2 separate regions of the Salmo salar genome follow, and region 2 is linked to region 1. Evidence: chromatin contacts called from public Hi-C data. All regions are on one chromosome and are shown on one strand. The core of a region is the stretch at or near the end of the contact, and the rest is flanking DNA. Distances in the headings are between cores, read along the strand shown. Region 1 holds the start of LOC106565407. Region 2 holds the start of LOC106565412 (coenzyme Q-binding protein COQ10 homolog A, mitochondrial).

Region 1 (4,074 bases), core at 613-3,112:
CTGGCCATGCAGGGAGAGCACCAGAGCTCTTCTTGGTGAACTGGATTGGGATTGATGCCATTACGCTGGAGTCTCCATCAGGAACAGGGGCTCCTCCTAAGGAAGGAATAAGCATGTATAAGTCTGTCAAACATCTTGAATGTCTTGTAAGTCGCTCAGGATAAGATCAGTTTGCTAAATGACAAAAATGTAAATGTAGCCTACTAGATTAATTGATATTGTATATATGCAATGAATTCACTGATTTTGACACTCATCGTAACACAAAGATAAGAACCTGCAGAAAAGGCATGGCATGAGAAGTATATCATTTTTGGTACTACAACAAGGAAATGGGAGTGACCTTGCTGTGTCCTCAGTTTCTCTGTGAGTTTCTTGAGTAAAGCAGCCTGCTTCAGACACAGCAAGCGCAGTTGGAGGAATTCCCTGTACAGCTCTGTGTACGCCTCCTCCATCTCATAAGCACAGGGATCTTTACAAAGCCATCTGAAAGAGACCCGTACATTACAATGTACATGACAAATGATAATGTTCCAGTCCGAAAAATTGATTTTGAGGAGGGACTTCTGCTCCTGTGATTGTAAAATGCTAAAGCTTTGTAAAGCTATAGCATGTTATGCTTTTGTCAGCAATGTGTCATGTATAGTTCCCTTCCCTCAAATTGAGTCTAAAGAAGGAAGTAATAAGGAAAAAGGGAACCAAGTCGAGGGGAGAGAATGGAGTCCTATCCTACAAAACACATCTGTGGGGTCTCTTTACGTGCAAAGTCAAATACATATAGACATCAGTGAACACTTTTAATAATACCTGGCTCTAAATGTACTAATTACAACTGATATTTGGTATTTCAAACACATTTTTCCCCCCAGACATAATCAATAACATTTGTCTTTTTCAAGAGGCATATTCTACTCGATTTGTGACAAAAATTGTAAACTGTACATGCACTCTTACTCTCTACAAGGAACTCAAACAGAAAGCACTAATAACACATTCATAACAAACCAAGAAAACACAGACAATGTCATTACATGTGCATGTCTTGTACAGGCTTTCTATAAGGTCATGTTTAAAGTTCCATACATGTTTGATATAGCCAACCTACAAATGACCACTTAAATTACATGTTGAAGTGTATAGGACTTCTGTGATTATCTTTTAGAGTTGTATTTGGAAACCTACATATGCTATGTTCTGTCATTACATTTAACATAGCCGACTGTAGTTCTTGAAAACAAAGCACGTGTTCTCCTAGCTTCAGACGTTGTTTTCACTGATTTAATCTACTGTACACGAAGTGGAGATAAAGTCCAATCTGGGCTAATTTTGGTCCAGGCATTTTAAAGATGGGAACACCATAGTGAACACACTTAAACTGACAAAGGTGAAGATGAATATAATGTACGACCTTGTATGGTCTTCCCCAATGGCACGACAGGATATCACTTTGAACACGATTTCATATCTTACATATATTGAGAAGAGGCGGAGAGTAATTGCCTTACTGCTGATTTTAGCCTACCTGTTAAACACAATAATCCCCGAAACAGGAACAGTTGTTTTTACCGAATGCCATTATATCATCTGTTGAATTTTCAAGAACAACAGGAAAGTCGAGTTATTTCCGGAAAAACTGCTGAGCTTCGGAGCAGCACTTGACACATTGTTGATCTCATAGTTGGTGAATCAAGGATTTAAAGTGGACATATATTGATCAGCACAGATGCAGACAAAAGGTTATACATCTCATAGTGTCATATACACATGAAGTATCACGCTACGTATTTTTTTGTTTGTTGGTCCATGATTAGAATCTTTATATAGGTAAAACAAAGAACAAGCCCAGTGGTTAGAGCGGTGTGCTAGTAAACGAAAGGTTGCTAGATCAAATCCCGGAGCCGACAAGGTAAAAATCTGTCCTTCTGCCACAAGGCAGGTCCTCGGCCGTCATTGTGAATTACAAGTAAATAGTTAAATAAAAAAATATATTTCGTTTCCAGTGGTATGGTTATGTAAACAATTTGTGTTTTGACCTGACCCTTGATCATTTTACAATGCACCATACTTACAAAGTTAAGTAGTTAACTAAAGAAGTGACACCTTCAGTACCACACACACACACACACACAAACACACAAACAACATATACCATACTATCTCCACTCCACATACAGTCCCACAACAGGACATTTTGGAAAAGTGTGTGTGTGTTTCAAGTTTTATTGTCACATGTAAGGTGAAATGCCTTTCTTGCAAACTCAAAACCCAACAATGCAATAATCAGTAACAATGTATTACTAGAAAAAAACATGAGAAATAAGAATAAGACATATGAAATACACAATAAAATAACTAAGTAAGTAAGCATACTATATACAGGAAATATTTAAAAAGTCAGTTCCAATACCATATTTACATGTGCAAGGATACTGGAGTGATGGAGGTAGATATGTATGGGGGTAAGGGGAGACTAGGCAACAGGATACAAGATAAACAGAGTAGCAGCTACTTGTATGCAAGTGGGTGTGCAGGTGTGTAGAGTCAGTATAAATCGATGTGCATATTATGCCTAAGCGAGCAAATGATGGAGTGAGCGTTTGTGTGTGTGTTGGAGTGACAGTGTGCGCGAGTGTGTAGGGCCCTGAGAGTTTGCATAGAGACAGTGCAAAGATTGAAATAAAAGGTCAATAAAGATACAAGGTTAACTCAGATAGTCTGTGTAGTTATTTTGTTAGCTATTTATCAGTCGTATTGCTTAGGGATAGAAGCTGTTCAAGAGCCTGTTGGTGTCAGACTTGACGCACAGGTACCTCTTGCTGTGCGGCAGCAGAGGAAATAGTCTTTTGTGAGAGAGCTTGAGTGTGTGTGTGTGTGTGTACGTACGTGTGATTGAAACCATATGTGTGACATCTCATGCACAGTGGAATGGATTAAGACATACAGCACAGTAACAGTCAAAGCCATCCATGCACTGACTCATTGATTCTCCACATGTTAACAATTGATCAGTTCGTATAATTCTATGCCTCTCTGTCCAGAGAAAATTAGATGAATGGTTTCTGTTCCATTAGAATTAGTAGTCTGAGAGCAAATGAATAAATTTAACAAATAGTTTGGTTGCAGCTGCATGCTTTCTTCCTCTGGTCAGGGGCTGGGGTAGTTCACAGAGAGCAGGACCATGTTGTGCAGCAGTAAAGATGTCTCTGATACTAGAAAGCACAGAGAAGAGGACATAGCATAAGACCAAAATAATGCATACTATCTGAGATTTATGAGCATGACTGACAAGTCACACAATTGGAAATGAATGAATTATCATCCATGTCAAATTCAATAATTTATATTTTTACAGCTTTCCAGGCCGTAGCCAGCTATGGAAGTGTAGGCTGTCAGTTAAACATCTAAATATCAATGATGTAGGATTAGTTATCACTATTACATAAACACATTACTGACGGGCCTCCCAAGTGGTACAGTGGTCTAAGGCACTGCATCGCAGTGCTAGAGGTGTCACTACAGATCTGGGTTCGATCCCGGGCTCTGTCGCAGCCGGCCGCGACCGGGAGACCCATGAGGCGGCGCACAGCGTCGTCCAGGTTAGGGGACGGTTTAGCCGGCTGGGATGTCTATGTCCCATCGCGCTCTAGCGACTACTTGTGGCTGCCAGGCGCATACATGCTGACTATGGAATAAATGTAAACAAACACCTCATAACATGGTTAAAACGATAATTTTGATATCATGGATGGTCAGTTCTTGCATCTATTAATCTGAGTGTGGTTACATTTCTCCAGGCCCATCCCTCAGCTTTTTACCAAAACAGAGGCGAGGGCGACCGTTTTGTTATTGTTTCATCTGTGGATTTGCCCTTTTAACAGCTGAAATATATCACAGTGTCACCAACAAAAAGGTAAACAATAGGCCTATAGCAAATGCAGCATATGGCATTCATTTTCCACATGTAAATAGCACTTTTCAGTAGTGGCCAGCAATGTAAACTTTAACATTGATTTATGCTGCAATAGATGTCGTTCAATTGGAAACATACATTTTTTTTCTTCTAAAGTCGCTTAA
Region 2 (4,351 bases), core at 508-3,007, 180 kb after region 1:
AACGTCCAACAAGCAGCGTGAACCATAAACTGAAAGTACACAGATATTATGCTTTTAAACAAATTACAGTGTTCAAAACACATTCATTGATTGCTTTTCATAAATAATATGTTCGTTTCATTTAACTGCAGAAAATGCTGTTATCAATCAAATAGAATTGTATTTATTACATGAGCTGAATACAACTGGTGTAGACATTACAATTCAATACTTGCCTACGAACCTTTCCCAAAGATGCTGAGTTTAAAAAATAGTAATAAATAAAATAGTAACTAACACAAGAGGAATGACATAAATAAAATAAAATACACAAGAATAGAGCTATATACAGGGAGTACCACATCAATGTGCAGAGGTACAAGGTGACCAGGCAGGGTATAGTGACCAGGCATCCGGATCGATAATGATAAGAGTAAAATAAAGAACAGAGTTTTAGCAGCAAATGATTCATGTAAAATTGTGTATGCTTGTGTGTGTGTGTGTGTAGTGTTTGAATGTGTGAGGGATTTGTGTAGGATTGACAGCATAGTGTGTGTGAGTGAGTGTGTATATAAAGTCTAGTGAGTGTGCGTAAGGTCAGCGCAAGATAGAGTCAGTGCCGATAGTTTTGGTACCATCAATAGACTATTTAGCAGTCTTATGGCTTGGAGTAGAAGTTGTCTCGGAGCCTGTTGGTCCGAGAGCCGATGCTCCGGTACCGTTTGCAGTACAGTAGCAAAGTAAACAGTCTATGGCTTGGGTGGCTGGAGTCTTATGCAATTTTTTGGGCATTCCTCTGACACCGTCTGATATAAAAGTCAATGTAATTTCCTTAGTAGGTGAGAAGTCAGTTCTCAGGAATGATAGACAAGTTTCCTACTAGTAATAGAGCTTGCCAGCTTGTAGTCCTAAAAGCCGGAAATAAGCCATCCCTATGGGGAAAATAGGATTTTGGAATAAACACAGAAAATAAGGTCTGAGGTTTACACAACCTCTATGAATGTGTTTTTTTATTATTACATCAATTCTTAAAAATTCACAAAAAATGATGTTAACTGATGTAGACTATCTCATAGAACAAAACTTTTTTTTTTTACGTTGTCAGGGAGTCATACTAAGACCAATGTCTCTTTTACAGATGAGCCCTGAATTACATCAATTTGAGAAAATAGAGACAAAGCAAAATATAAATACAAAATGCAAGCAGAAAGAAAAACATGGTCATAAAAAAAAAAAACATTAATCAGTAATAAGGTCCTCAAACAGCTTCCTGTATTGCACTAGAGGCACCAGAACATGGTTTAAGAACATTTTGAAGGTTGTCCCACAAATAAGGTGCAAGAAAACTAAAAGCTGATTTACCTAACTCAGTAGAGACCAAATTCATTTCTAGATTTAGCCATCCCCAAGACCGGTGTGGTAACTTGTGTCTAAAGTTTAGTAATGATGTAAAAGTGCTTTATATATGAAAACATAGCAATGTATCAACCTAAGTGACATCAAAGACGGCCAAAAAACTTTCTAGTAGAGAATGCAGTGATGAGTCCTAAAATTGTCACCTGTAATAAAGCACATAAACATATAAAATCTCCAAAACCTGTGTTTACTACTGACCTTATTTTCGGGGATTATCCAAAAACTCTACAAAAACGCCATTAACTTTCCTCATAGGCTTTCTCCAACGAACAATTGCTGGTTCTTACAAAAAGACGCCATTGCTATTTATCTCTATTACCAATTGGAGGAGTTCAAGAAGATTTTTCCTAGTCATGTAGTCCCACATTCACACTTGGTTATGAATGCAGCATAACGTTACGTGACTATCAGCAAAGAGGAAAAGCCGAAGCGAGAGGATCAACTCCGCGCTCAAAATATGTCAGCGCGAGAATACATTGATAAGCAGACCAAGTGGGGATTTTTGGTATGGAGGTCTATGAGTCTCGAACTTGGTTAACACAAAATGTAATTGCGAATTTACTACGTGAAGCTTATTTGATCGAACATAAGTTTCGTAATGTTTAGGTTTTTACGAAGTACCGATATAAAAGTGGACGCGCATGGCATTCCGGCAATGTTATATGAGAGTTGTGTTTCTTGTTCACGCGCGTATGTTCCCACCTGCTTGCGGACATGTATTTCCATTGTTAGAGGGGTCAATCGACTATCTTGTCAATATAATAGATACTACTTGCCACCAGTTGAGCTGGACGTATAAAGTAATAAAAAAGGAGGAAGAAGATGGCAGTTATGGCAGTTCATTCGATTGAGGCTAGAAAGCGATAAATGACATTTCTGAAATGTTAGTTAGGTAGCTAACGTTAACTGGTGGCTACCTGGCTAGCTACCGTTAGCTAGCAAACATTGTCCTGTTACAAACTACTTGTTTAACTAGCTAGACATTTTACGTTTTTGAACTAACGTTACTAATTATACGTACATGTGTATAGCATTAGCTAGACATTTGACATTATTGAACTAACGTTACTAATTACACGTAAATGTGTATAGCATCAGCCAGTTAGCTTTCTAGTAGCGACCATCCTATAGCTCCCATAGCTTGGCTGTGTAGCATGAGCTAGCTAGGTTAGATTGTTGTTGCCAGTCATCACTCTCTTATAAAATAACAAATGGCTGGGTTGGCGACTGTGACCACCCTTCGATTGCCTATAGGCATACGGACATTCAGTGAGTTGCGAGATGTCTCTACATTTGGCAAAAACCGGTTGAATACAGTGTTGGGGCCAAGAATACGGCTTCAACAGCCAATCAGGTAAGCGAGTGGGGTAGGGGTGATGATGGTGCGGTTACAAAGTACACACCAAGAAACTTCAATTAATAGCCCGGGCTTTAGTTGCTTAAATCACTGAACACAACAGGCGCTTATTGGACAGGCTTATATTTCCTTAATGCGTACAGCTTTTATTAATTTGCATAGTTAAATGTTTAATTCCAGCATTCACTTCCAGCAATTTAATACATGTATTCATTTCCTGCACAGTGTTATCATATTTTTTATTTTTTAAAAGCTCTTAACAATAATTATTATCCTTTGACTGTGCATTTTGGGCAGTTATTACTTTCGCCACTAGAAGACGACCATACGTTTTCTAGGGGTCTGTAGTCACGAAGTAGTTATTTGTTTTTGTGCTTGCCAGTTAGCTAGCAGTTCTCAGCTGTTAGCAGCCTATTTTAATTTATTTTAATTTTATTTAACTAGGCAAGTCAGTTAAGAACAAATTCTTACTTACAATGAAGGCCTAGAACAGTGGGTGCCTTGTTCAAGGGCAGAATGACAGATTTTGACCTTGCCTGCTCAGGGATTCGATCCACCAACCTTTCGGTTACTGGCCCAAAGCTCTAACCACTATGCTACCTTCCGCCCCAAAATGGCTAGAAGTTTCTTACTGGCGATAATAAGATGCTTGCCATCATTATTTCAAGTCATTACTGAACTATTCAATGTAAAAAAAAATCTAACATTAAACAATTCATGGTTACCTCGTTAACAATTCATTTAGACCTGGCATTTATTTAAAACCATTGTTTATTTGCAGAAATGTGTTATGTTGTCCGGCTATTAAAAGGGACATGAGGCTATTTGAGACAAGCGTTTAATTAACGTTTTACGGTAATTTGGGTCTCTGTTGGGTTTCAACTGGTAACATTGTATAACAAGGGTCTTATTGATGGGGTTTATTAGAATGCAATAAACCAGTGTTTTAAAGTGGTGTTTTGCAAGTCCGTGACTGATCATTCTTGGACCAACAGATATGTGACATCTTGTGGCATCCTTATGACCAGGACCCCCAGGATTCTTATCCATTTGGACAGGAGGACAACTATCATTCCCCCTAGCAGAACCTTCCTTAGTCTGGCCAACAAGAGGAAACAGTATTCAGAACGAAGAATCATTGGGTAATGTAGAGATTGCATCTGTGCTTCTGCTTCAGTGGACATGGCTAAATGCTGATTAATTTAAAGGTCCATTGCAGCCATTTTTGTGATGTCACCAGGCAGGCCAAAACTCCATCCCACCAAAACGGACTGAAATGTCAGGTTGTCTTTTCAAACAGCTCTTAGACTAAAATGGTATTATTATAATTTTCAGTTTTATTCCAACCTCAGTGTGGAAATATAAAACACAGGAAATCACGTTTTTGACTGCACTGAGCCTTTAATCAAAACATCCCCTTGTGTTCTAGTTCTATGACATGTACTGTATCCCATAACAATATTGAGAAAACACATGGCAAGGGCCGCATACTTAGCGTTTTCTATCTGTGAACTTTGATAAGAGCCTACTACTGTCCCTGAACAACAGATTCATGTAAATGACAAATATTCTAACATCAAATCAAGCACATTGCATCAT

Evidence for each region. A called contact is a pair of places that touch in the nucleus more often than the background predicts.
Region 2: a contact with region 1 is called in a Hi-C map of muscle, with 5 times the contacts expected there. The contact joins the promoter of LOC106565412 here to the promoter of LOC106565407 in region 1. A contact is called at or near these places in 2 of 3 Hi-C or Micro-C datasets (gill and muscle).

What each region holds. Positions count from the first base shown.
Region 1 is chrssa12:60,266,962-60,271,035 of Ssal_v3.1, forward strand. LOC106565407 reads right to left here and starts at 1,863. Exons shown (of 4, transcript XM_014132504.2): 1 at 1,523-1,863; 2 at 344-486; 3 at 1-96. The coding sequence starts at 455.
Region 2 is chrssa12:60,449,037-60,453,387 of Ssal_v3.1, forward strand. LOC106565412 (coenzyme Q-binding protein COQ10 homolog A, mitochondrial) reads left to right here and starts at 1,758. Exons shown (of 5, transcript XM_014132523.2): 1 at 1,758-1,900; 2 at 3,748-3,894. The coding sequence starts at 3,773.